Regions from separate parts of the Anas platyrhynchos genome. Here region 1 is linked to region 2. The links are chromatin contacts, called in public Hi-C maps. All regions are on one chromosome and are shown on one strand. The core of a region is the stretch at or near the end of the contact, and the rest is flanking DNA. Distances in the headings are between cores, read along the strand shown.

Region 1 (5,671 bases), core at 1,799-4,298, 87 kb after region 2:
ACAGTGTGTATTGATGAAGTGAGTTGGTCTCACTTCACAAGGTTTTCCTTGCAGACAAAAAAATAAAAAAAGCTTGTTTCTGTCTGTTATGTTTTCCTGTCAGACTCAAATTCCTCTCCCAGATTTTACAGTTAATTTACAGTAAGTGAATACCTCGTAAAATGTATGATCACTATACAAATATATTATTATAGCCATTTGTCTTCTTGTTTGTAAATTCCACCACTTGGGTGTCTGGGTACTGGATGTTTATGGGGATGCAGTTGATAGCGCCGACTGAGCACATGGTGCAACGTGGCACTGACAGCCAGGAATGAGCTCTTCCTGTGACAGGCACGAAGGGCTCAATGCCTTCCAGTCCAGCATTTCAAGCCAAGATGTGTTCCTTTAGGAAAGCAAGAGCTGGTGTTGATCGATGAATATGCTTCTCCCATTCCTGCCAGTACATCAGAACTGTTGTTCACACTTCTGTGTTTTGAATCTCATGTAGAAAAGTCCCCAGAGTTGATCATGCGCCTGACCACAACCATATGGATTGAGGTCAGTTTTTCAGATGACTGTAGCTCTACTTTTTCAGATAGTAGAGAGATACCCATCAATGATTCCACCATTCTGCAAGCCTAGTGTAACTGCGTTATCTCATAAATACATTAGTCCTTGTGTATTGCCACCATCCTAGCTCAGAATACTGTTGTTCCAGGAGCAAAATTTGCCTTGTGTTAGTGCAATTGCAATGCAGGTGGGTCTTCATACGAGTGAAGAAATCTTTACAGCACTTTCATATTTTATATTCTTTAATGCTGAGAAACTAAAATACGTATATGCTGCAAGATGAAGGAATTAGTCCATATCCTGGAAGGCCAGAGGGTCACACTGCTGAAGTGGTTCTATTCTCAGCGATGAATTAGAGAGGTTTTCTAAACCTGTCTTGTTTGTTTTGGCTGGCTGTTTGCTGCCACCTTGCTGAGATTTTCTTTTGCTGCTTGAATCTGCTCCAGACTTCAGAACCTGGAAACTACCAGAGCTGATGACAAATACGCAGTGAGAGTTGCTGCAGTGCAAAGAAAATACAATTTAGCAATGCTGTTAAGAGGAACGAAATCTCTGTCATCATAGCCATAGCACGCTCAGTACCATGGGGCTGTGTTGCCATTCTCCCAGGAATGGAAACCAAGTTATCTGGTTTCATAACGTGCCTCTCCTTCTCTGCTAGAGCCAGTGCTACAGAGCAGGATTGTTCAGCAGTACTTCACATGGGACCGAAAGGGTAATGTTCAGGCTTTATCTATGCCCTATCTTAATCTAGTTAGAAGACCATATGCAGGCTCCTGCAGACCAGTTTTAGGGCTGCTCTGTGTGTGCAGCTGGTGAGACAGCTGTACCTGCATGCATAGGTGTGCGGGCTGAGCTAGAGTCTGAAATTTGAAGTTGGTGTTATTTTACATTTCTGTTCAATTACAGAATTACGGAGAGCATGCAGAATGAATGTGTAAATACAGCTAACACTGGTATATGGATTGTGTGTGCCTCTGTTGGGTGTCAAATGCCTCTAAAAGTGCAAAGTAACTTCCAGCTGTGTGCTGGGGAGCTGTGATCAGACTGGAAAATGCTGTTGTCTTGGTTCCCTCCTGGTTTCATATTCCTTGGTAGAAAGACTTTGTTTCTGACTGAAACTGCTGAGCAACTTTCAGCTACTTGTATATACATAACAAAACACAAACAAACAAACAAAACCCCTCTGTCTGACACTAAAATACTTCCTAATGTGTTCTCTGAGTTGGTCTGTCAAGAATGGGGCGTTTGGCTCTGCACCAGTGATGGCCACTGCCACCATCTACGTAACTGCAAATGGATTTATAAGCAGGAGTCTTTAACTGGCAAAATTACTCCTCAGATTTGCGTAGTGCCACAGGAGTGTGCACAGGAATGTTTAGACTTGCTAGCTCAGTGTAAAGACTTAAGATACAAAAAGATGGAAAATTTAATCATGTTCTTTGAAAGTGTAGTCTTGCAGAGATCCCCATAGGTTTGGCTGTTGGAGGTCCACTGTATCATAAGGTATCCCTGGGGACACAGGAAGCCTTTGATTTGGTAACTGAATTGAGCCCAAAGACTCAGAAAATCCTCAAAGTAATGCAAAGTAGCTCCTGGTTTGCAAAACCAACAACACATGGGGTTCTGCATTTCTAATTGCAGCTTGATAATGAGAGTGAATATGTAAACAGGCTTCACCTGGCTTCGCGTTTAGCTGTGACATTTCTCACAGCTCAGACTTGCCTGCATTTTTCTTCTGTAACTACCAGTCATGCAAACGGTTTAATTTGACAAATTTCTGCCTTTTGCAGCAAGTATTGTTCAGAACAAGGACACAGTGAAAATCCAGCATGTGACAAAGTTGCTCATCAAGCATTGTGCCACACATGCTTGCAAAGGAGACGAATTAAAACCATCTTGTACTCCAGCATAGGCATGTATGCCTTGGATGTCACCTACAAAATGAAGGGAGGCATGTCGGATCTTAAAATTTATTTCAGATAATCTGATATGGGAGGTGATTTGTAAAGATTTCATCCCCTGGAGTCATATAGCTGCCCAAAAATGCCACTGTTGCAAAGAGCACCTGAAGAGGAGTAAGGCAAATTTGGAGTGTGAAAGACAAATTAAGGCATTTATCTTCCTCAGACCCACGGAAATCACTGAAGAGGGAAAACAGAGCATTGTTGAAATTTTTAGTACGGGAAGGTAAATCAGCTGACAGGTATGCCCTGCTTTGTCACACGCTGTGAGCTGTTAGAGGAGTGGGTGATAGGGTGGGCTTGGTATTTTTTCTATTTCACTTTCAACCTGGAGGCGGCTAAATAGGAATGGTTTAAAATAGTACCGGAGTTGCCATGGATACTTGTCTAAATTGAAAATAGAGGTCTGGACCGAGCTTTCAGTCTGTCCGCCAAAGCAAAACTTGGACCTGAGTGATGAAACCTGAGTGGGTTTGAGGAGTCACGCCGAAGCTCGCGCTGCCGTGGTCGGTGATTCAGGCGCGCCGCAGAGGCAGAGGATGCGGGTGTGCTTGTCGTCACTGGGCGGCTCCAGCAGGGCTTCACGCGGGCCTGGAGACTCTGGGAAGGGAAAAAATCCTTCAAGCTTCATAAGTTTTCCTCTTTTATGTCCCAGGGGGTCCGTAAAGCTCAAAAAATGCCATGGAGTGCTGCTTTCCTGGGACTGAGCTTGATTTTTGTTTTGTAGATGTTACTGTGCAACAAAACAGGAGCAAATTTAAAGTATTTCAGCTGGATAAAAGCATTCTATTAAGGTAAATTCAGTTTATTTGTCCCAGGAATGTGTGGCAAATGTGTGTCTAATTATAGATAAGGCCGCTAAACCTTTCATCTTCTTTCAGTGAAAAAGAATCTGCAAATAAAGTGGAAACATGAAAACGTTTGGTGAGAGGAGATGAAGGTCTTTTCAAGGATTTGGCTATTGCAAATGAGTCCCACTTAAGGGAATTGGAAATGCTTCACCCTATCCTTCTGCTTTGTGGGTGGCATTGGATGTATCAGGACAATTTCAGTTGACACTGGGAATCTTTTTACTTTGAGATAAAAATCTGTGGTTTTTGCCTTTGGAGATTCCTGTTTTCATCTGTTCATTTTTACAGGGGAGGGCAAATCAGTACTGGTCCGACGAAGACGATGGAGATGGACAGAATACATCAGTTGAGCCTGGCCTGAAAAGTGCATACTTAGCATTGTGTCATGTTTCCTCTCCAATTTCTTGCTCAGTAGGTGGTAGAGAATTAGTGCTTAATTACTTGCAGGCTGCGGACAACAACCAACCCCCTTAAACTGTTTACATTTCTGGATAAGGCTGGAGCTGAATGTTCTTTGTGGTTTGGTCTTTCTCAAACTCTATGGAAGACTTTACAGTGCTTGTTTATCTTTTATACCATATATTGGGATTAATGTTTGCATCTAAAGAGTTTTTATTTATCTATCTATCTAAAAAAAAAACAAAAAACTCTCTTCCATGTCTATATCACACTGTGTATGATAAATCCAATTTATAGTGTTCAGCTTCCCAGCCTGTGAAGAAGCGGTGTGTGTTGTTTGTGAGGCTTGTGTAACTCTGGGAGATCATAACTGAGCCGAAAATCAGATCCAAGTCTTAAAGGTGGAGCTGGAGTTCTAGACTTGCTTGGATACAAGGAATTACATCTAGCAAACATCACTTGAATAAAACATTAATTTCCCATTAAACAACATTATGTTGCTGTGATAATTGTTCCTGTTTTGAGTGATCCTCATTTCCTGCATATCTCTGGTGACTCATCACAGCAGAGATCTTGTCCATTCTGCTTTGCAGATGCTCTCAAGCTGTCTATTTCTGATCTGACTCAGCTTCTTTATCATCAGCATCTTCTCTTGATGCTATTGTGCTGTGAAAATGTATGCCTTGCTGAGGACTTCATTCTCCCTTCAGTGTAAAAATGACTGGCAGCGCTAGCTACACTTTTAAATTTAAATCAAGTTTTAAGAAAGTTGTAGGTTAAAAATTCATATTTCATGTTGGTGTAAGTTAAAAATTCACAATTCATGTTTTCAGGTTGTCTCAGATCTTGAATCTGCAGCTCAGAAGCTCAGATTGCAAAACCGTAAACTCTTTGAGTCCTTATCTCCATCTGTAATAGGAACAAAACTTTCTTCCTTCCAGATTTTCTGTGAGCAGTTGGCCAGTGTAATAAATTCCCAGAGTGATCTGTGCATCCTATTTCAATTCAACTGTACTCTGAAGGGTTAAAAGTGATGGGAGTGGGTCTGTATGGAGCCTGCATGTGTCAGCTATTGCCTCTGTAACAAGGTCTGAGATTGTTACTGACATTTATAGGTAAATAGAAAGTTTTGAGAAAGCTGACTGGTGGGCAAAGCACTGAGGAACAAAACCACAGGATTCAGAGAGCTCCTTGTTGACTGCGTGGGTTTGAAGGTTGCACTTCCCAGGTGTGTTACGTGCCCTCATGCAGGATGCCCCAGTGTGGCTGCATCCAGAGCCCTCAGGGCAGAGGCAGGGCTGCAGACAGGTCTCACTGACGTGGGCATTGCTAACACAACGCTGGGTGTGCAGCACAACCTCTCTCTTTGCTACCTCAGTGATGCACTCCGAATCAGCACTCTGGTTGTACTCCTTGGAGTTACACTCCAAGATGACTCGCAGGGTATATATTTATGTGATACGCAATACAAGATCTTTGGTTTTAATTGATTTTCCTATTCCTTATGTTATTGGCAGTTATTTAAGCTTCTTAGATCATATTTGGGTAGTTTTCTTTCCATTCTGACAAAAGGTTCAAGTATTACAAGTTGCACACTGATAACAGGTTACTCTCAATGAACAATGATAGAGAGAGGAGTTTTGGTATAGTGCCATGCTTCATACATGGCTTTAGATATATCTGTCATTTGAGGTGGTTACCTCAGCTGTCAGTCTGGTAAAATTACGTAAAGTTTTTAAATTATCTCCTCTTTGTATGGCCAAAAAATGATTCAGCCTTATTGCTTATTGTATTACCTCAAGCTCATGGTATTTATTACACATCCAATCAAGAAATTAAGAGTCTGAGGTTTGTGAGATTTATTTAGTGGCATTTAAAAACTATGTTTGCTAGAAATTCAGTTCG
Region 2 (5,461 bases), core at 1,234-3,733:
TTTATCAGCACTTAGGCCAGACACCAGATAAACAGTTGGCCTCAATTCTGGCCTCTAATAAAATTGTACATGAAACTTGAACCCAGTTTTGCTCTTTCAACACGTGCTTAAAAAACGAGCTGGCTCCTCGGCAGTGTAAGCTGGCAAAGCCTCCTGCAGCCAAAGCAGCTCTGCTGCTACGGATCAGAGCAGGATCCAGCCCTCTGCTCCTGGTGGGAGCACTCTGGCTCCTGCCCTGGCCCCGCTGGGCTTGCAGGGAGCGAAGGAGCACTGCCCAAATCCTCCCCTGTGCATGGGGCCGCCACGGAGCCAGAAGAGCTCCGCATTGCTGTTTTACATCTCCACAGCTTGGCTGTGCCTCATGTTGTACCCTTGAGGGCAGCTTCCCTTCGCATCTGTCCTGTGATTTCCCTCCATGCTGCCGGTTGCATGGAGACAAACCTCCTGCTGCCCCTCGATGGGGTGGCCGAGCCCCCGGGGACGGTGCTGTGGGCAGCGCGTGGCGTGACCACTGCGTGGGTGCCACGGCAGCACGGGCAGCGTTCCGCACTGCAGCCTTTATGCAGTTCTCCTAATTTTTTTTTCGAGGCTTTGAAATACTTTTTGACATCTGCTCTTCATTACACAACAATATAGCTGTCTTTTTAGGAAAAGAGACATTTTTCATTATCCATTTCAAAGTTAACAAACGCATTTTAAAATGCCCACAGTAACTGCAAGGGATTTGCTTTCAGGTGATTTGGTCGTGCAGTCAAGTCCAACTACAACATTGTTTTCTGTTCCATGTCTGCATTTTACCTTGGTCGCAACTAAAACCAGGTTTTTATCAGAGTTCCTGGGTTTGTTTTTTATTAAAGAAATACTTTGACTTAGCCTGGGTGGACGACATGAAACTCTGGCAGGAAATCTGAACTTTGCAGTACTGCGTGTACCGAGTTCATCAGCACAAGCGTTTTGTTTGTTCTTTATGTGGACAGCATGGATGTGTTGGGGATTTTTCCTTTCCAATTAAAGACATCATATGCTTTTTCTGTTCTTATTTTTTCCACTTGGGTGTAAAAAAAATAAAATGGTCTAAGCTTTGAGGGTTTTTTAACGGAAGTAATGTGTCAAAAATTTAAAGCAGAGGTACCTAGCACCAAGAAGCTGACCTCTCTTTGCCCTTTTGTGCCACAGCGCTGTAGGAGCACTTCTCTCTCTGAAATGCTGGAGCTGGATGTAGGGCTTGGGCTGCTTTCCAGCAGGAAGGATGCTGTGAAGGAGAGGCGAAGGGTATGGTGTCTGCGGTGGTGTAAGGGTGCAAAAATACCTGAACTCACACCTTGAGGGAAAAATACCTTGCCTCACATCGGTTGGGTTGGGGCTGGGGGGGGGGGGGGCTGCTTGTGGGTAAAGGAGAGGCTGTGGGAGCTGGGCAGGCCCCGCTTCTGCACGACAAGGCTGGGGCTTCTGTTGGTGCCCTTGCTTGTTCTAGGAAAATCAATAAGCTTTATATACTAAAAGAAGGGGAAAGATTTTCTACAGAAAATACTGAGTGTTTTGTTTGTTTCCTGAGATTTACAATTCTTTCTTCATTTTCAATTTTTTCTATGTAGGGGAGTTGTTTTTTTTTTCTCTGGGAGATGTGAACTTTTAAAGTATGAATTTCCCTTTTAGCAATGTTAAATGCTTATTTAAACAAAAAGAAAAAAAGGCTAGGCTGTATTTATGGGCAGTAACATGGTGTCCAAAAGCACACATCCTCTTCTATCAGATAAGATAACCTGGAGCTGTGCCTGTGAATCAGCGTGTGTATGGCGGAGAAGTTAATAACAGACTTTTCTGTACCCCTGATAAGTGCTGCAAATGTGATCCTGGGGCTTCCAATGCCTATTGCCATCTTTTTGGAAGAGAAAAATAAATCAAAGGAACAAGAAAGATGACCCATGGTGTTTTTGCTCTCTATAAAATTATAGAGGGTACTTTGTAAGCAACAGACACCCTGTGTGCTGCAAAAATGTGAACAGCAATGTAAGTGTTTCTTGTATTTGCCCTAGACATCTTCATTTTCAGTCATATGGAGAGCCCGTGCCTCACTCTGCATTCTTGACCCGAGAGCAGAAATGGCACGTTCGCATCCGTGCTGTTTGCTCTGTCTCATTCTGGATATAACAGCGGGAAGCTGGGCTGAGGCTGCAGCCAGGGATGTGCTGTGGGCTGCTGCTGTTCTGTGAGACAGGGAAACGGCTGAGGTGAGTCCTGCAAACTGCTCTTAATTACACATACAGCAGCTCACTCATAGCTCGGTTACTGAACATGCCTAGAAAATTTAATTCCTCTTGTCTTTCCCGGTATACATGTCTGAAAAATAGAGGGAGCTGCTGTCCTCCCAGGGCAGAGGAGCTTTAGCTGTAAAGAATGTGGCTTCCTGCCCCCATCCCACGTACCCTGATAAGATGAGAGGCAGTGTGTCCCTGGCCTTTGCCCCCCTCGGGGCCGCAAGTCAGTGCTCTCAAAATATCCCGAGGTTATCTTCCAGGCAAGGGGCTTTGTGTTCTGCTTCTCAGAGCTGGGCTACTGCCGTTTGCTCACTCTGATCCCCTTCCTTAGAGTTTCGGTGTCGTGACCCTAATGTGTAGGACGGAGAAAATAAGAGAGCTTCACTCTAAATGCGACACAGCAGGGGGCAGCTGGCATTCAGCAGGACAGGGACCAGAGCAGCAAGGCTGCAAGGTAACTGGGTTTGACCTGTTCTTGATAGCAGAGAGAGATGACTTTTTGTCATATTTGCTTTGACTGCTGCAGACCCAGAAGAGAGCTGTAGCTATGAACTGGCTTGAGCCCGGCCAGCTGCAGCACACCGCAGCTCTCAGTGCTGAGGCACCTCCGTGCCCGGCCTGTGAGGGCACTGCGGGGAGCTCTGCTGCCTCGCTGGGTTGGCCAGACATCACTTCTGGTCCTTGGCCAAGAACAGTTCTAATGCAAGAAGACAGAGCTGTTCCTGAAATTGATGGGTTACCTGCAGAAAGCCCACCTTCGGGCTGTGCTTCTCCTTAGCTATTTTCCTCGTCCACGTGTAAAATGTTTTGATACAGTTTACTCCGAATGCGGGGCAGACGGTGGCATTGGGTTAGACCTAATCAAAAATCTTAAAAATGAAAGTTTTCATACTGCTGTGATGGACTCCAGAGTTATGTCTGCAGGCTGTAGTGTTGTATCTAGCTGCTTTTAAGGATTATAGTGCTTCGCCACGTTCAGGGGATGACAGTGTGTGTTTTATAATAGTTTACAGAAAGCCTTTAGATACGATCCTTTAGTGTTGCAATCCAAGGAAATAGTTCTACAGTCTGAGTTGTTAAGATTTTTATTAAGTAACTCATTCTCATGACGATGAGAACATACAATGCATTTGCTTGTTTTTCCAGGGTAAAAGCATAGTTTAATTTCTGGGGAAAATAATTATGTCAAACCTGCTGCTTGCGAGTCATGGAGGGGAGGGAGAAAGATTTGCCGCTGTCTAATTTAAGGGATGCCCTAATTGTCTCCAACATTTAAACAAGCTTCTTTTCATGCATCTATTGGGCCATTTTCAGTACTAAATGGCTCCATTAAATGGTTTTCCAGGTCTTATGCTGGCCAGACAGCTTTTAAAGTGGATGGGAGTTCAGCCTCTGTAAGAAATGGAGCATCAGTTCTTCTGCCAGGTGAAATATATCATTCAGCAAAAGCTAAACTCTTATTCGGAGAATCCAACAAGCTAATGTAAACAAGGATATAAAACTTCTCAAATCCCGCTGAGCTGTTTTTGCAGAAGTAATGCTTTTTGCAGCACCACAGCAAGTTCCATGGGAAAAGGAGCTGGGAAGCGCCTGCGCGCCGTGCCGCCGCCTCAGCCAGCCTCTGGGAGGGGAGGCGGAGGCAGAGCTGAGGCCGCCCAGCAGTGACAACCTGCAAATAAAGCGGAGAGGCAGAGAGGAGAAAGAAATCCCTGTGTTTTCAGAGAGGGAGAACAAGTTTGTACAGAGGCAAACCCAGCCTGTGTCTGTGACCCAAGCCTCTCCTGGTGGCGGTTACCAGAAGAGCGTGGGGCACTGGGGCTGATGCAGGTGCTGATCTGGGCTGTGCTCGGGGCCGTCGGGGCCAGGGGTCACCATGGGATGGTCGATGGTTGAGACCCTCGCATGGCAGGAGCTGGAGGGTCCCTGGATCCTGCCGTGTTTAAAGCCCGTCTCTAGATACTAGCAAGTTACCTCAGCAGGAACGCACTGCACGTGTGTGTTTACAAAACCACTTCACATAAAGAAAAATCCTCAAAAATGACCTTGAGAAGGAGTAGAATCATCAAGATTGTGACTTGCTTGGTTTATGAGCAGGTACAAATCTCCATCAGAAGAGAACCTCTCCAGTGGGTTAATTCTCACTACACTATCTTTGTGCATCCTTGAGTAAAGATTAAGGATTGCATGTAGATGCAATTATTTTTCTACAGAAAATCTCAGAATAATTTTGTTCTTCCAGCATTGAAAATAAATTGACAACTAAACGTTGACTTGGTGAGGAAAAGTGGGACAAACATTTGTTTTAATCCTGAAAAATATTTTTCTCATTTCTTTGAAAAACAAAGGCAGTAGATAAACACATCATTTTAAAGACTTTTTTTCGTCCTTAGCTTCTGCTTTTCAAAACAAACAAAAGCAAACAAAACAACCAAACAACACCCTGGGAACATCTTTCTGAAGATGTAAATGATCTTTGAAAGCGTTACTGCCAGTGGTTTCACAAAAAAAAAAAAAAAAAAAAAAAAAGATTTGATTAGAAGATGCTGAGCTCTGAGCTGTGACAGGGCTGCTGTCCTGCCACCAGCTGCGGATGGTGCGAGGGCTCTGGTTCCAGCCAGGACATGCAGATGTGGGATGGGGAGGGAATTCCAGCCTCTGTGTGTGGCTCCAGGAATGTAAATTGCTGGGAACTGCCCGCGGCTGGACAAACACAAGCCAGTGCTTGCTCGTGTTCTCGTTACATTGGTTGTTTTTCATTTACCTCTGACTAAACAGGTGTAAGACTATAGATACAAAAGAAGATTTCTTCTGTTGTTTTGGAAGAGAACAAATGTTGCATCAAAGATGGACTTTTTGGACACATAGATGCTAATGAAAAATGACATGAATATTTCCTTTCCAGCTAACAGCTGAAGCCTGCTATTTGCCTCTCTGACATACGGACAGCCCGGGCTCCTGTCTGTCTGTCTGCATGTCCTCGTGCACTCCTGGGAAGGGGGTGGGTGGCACAGCAAGGAAATAAATGTATTTATCTGCTATTCCTAAGGGAATGTGGTTGTGGTACCGCAAAGGGTGCGTGGAGCCGGGCTGCAGGCGAGGACAGACTTTTGACTTTTGTTCTGATTTGTTCACTTTTTGTTCACACAGAGCATGGGGGGTCCTCAGGAGCACGCAGGCTGTACTGTGGAGAAATGCAGGCTCCC

The links. A called contact is a pair of places that touch in the nucleus more often than the background predicts.
Region 1: a contact with region 2 is called in a Hi-C map of skeletal muscle, with 1.8 times the contacts expected there. The contact joins two enhancer-like sites. A contact is called at or near these places in 3 of 8 Hi-C or Micro-C datasets (liver, skeletal muscle and subcutaneous adipose tissue).

The regions. Positions count from the first base shown.
Region 1 is chr13:19,133,678-19,139,348 of IASCAAS_PekinDuck_T2T, forward strand. All of the region lies in intron 2 of FBLN2 (fibulin 2), which reads left to right. Among named protein-coding and RNA genes, the nearest start is that of FBLN2, 51 kb to the left of the region's middle. Within about 2 kb of position 3,049, at least 2 of the 8 cell types and tissues checked have an H3K27ac peak or open chromatin away from gene starts, as enhancers often do.
Region 2 is chr13:19,047,423-19,052,883 of IASCAAS_PekinDuck_T2T, forward strand. No RefSeq gene overlaps it. Among named protein-coding and RNA genes, the nearest start is that of FBLN2, 35 kb to the right of the region's middle. Within about 2 kb of position 2,484, at least 4 of the 8 cell types and tissues checked have an H3K27ac peak or open chromatin away from gene starts, as enhancers often do.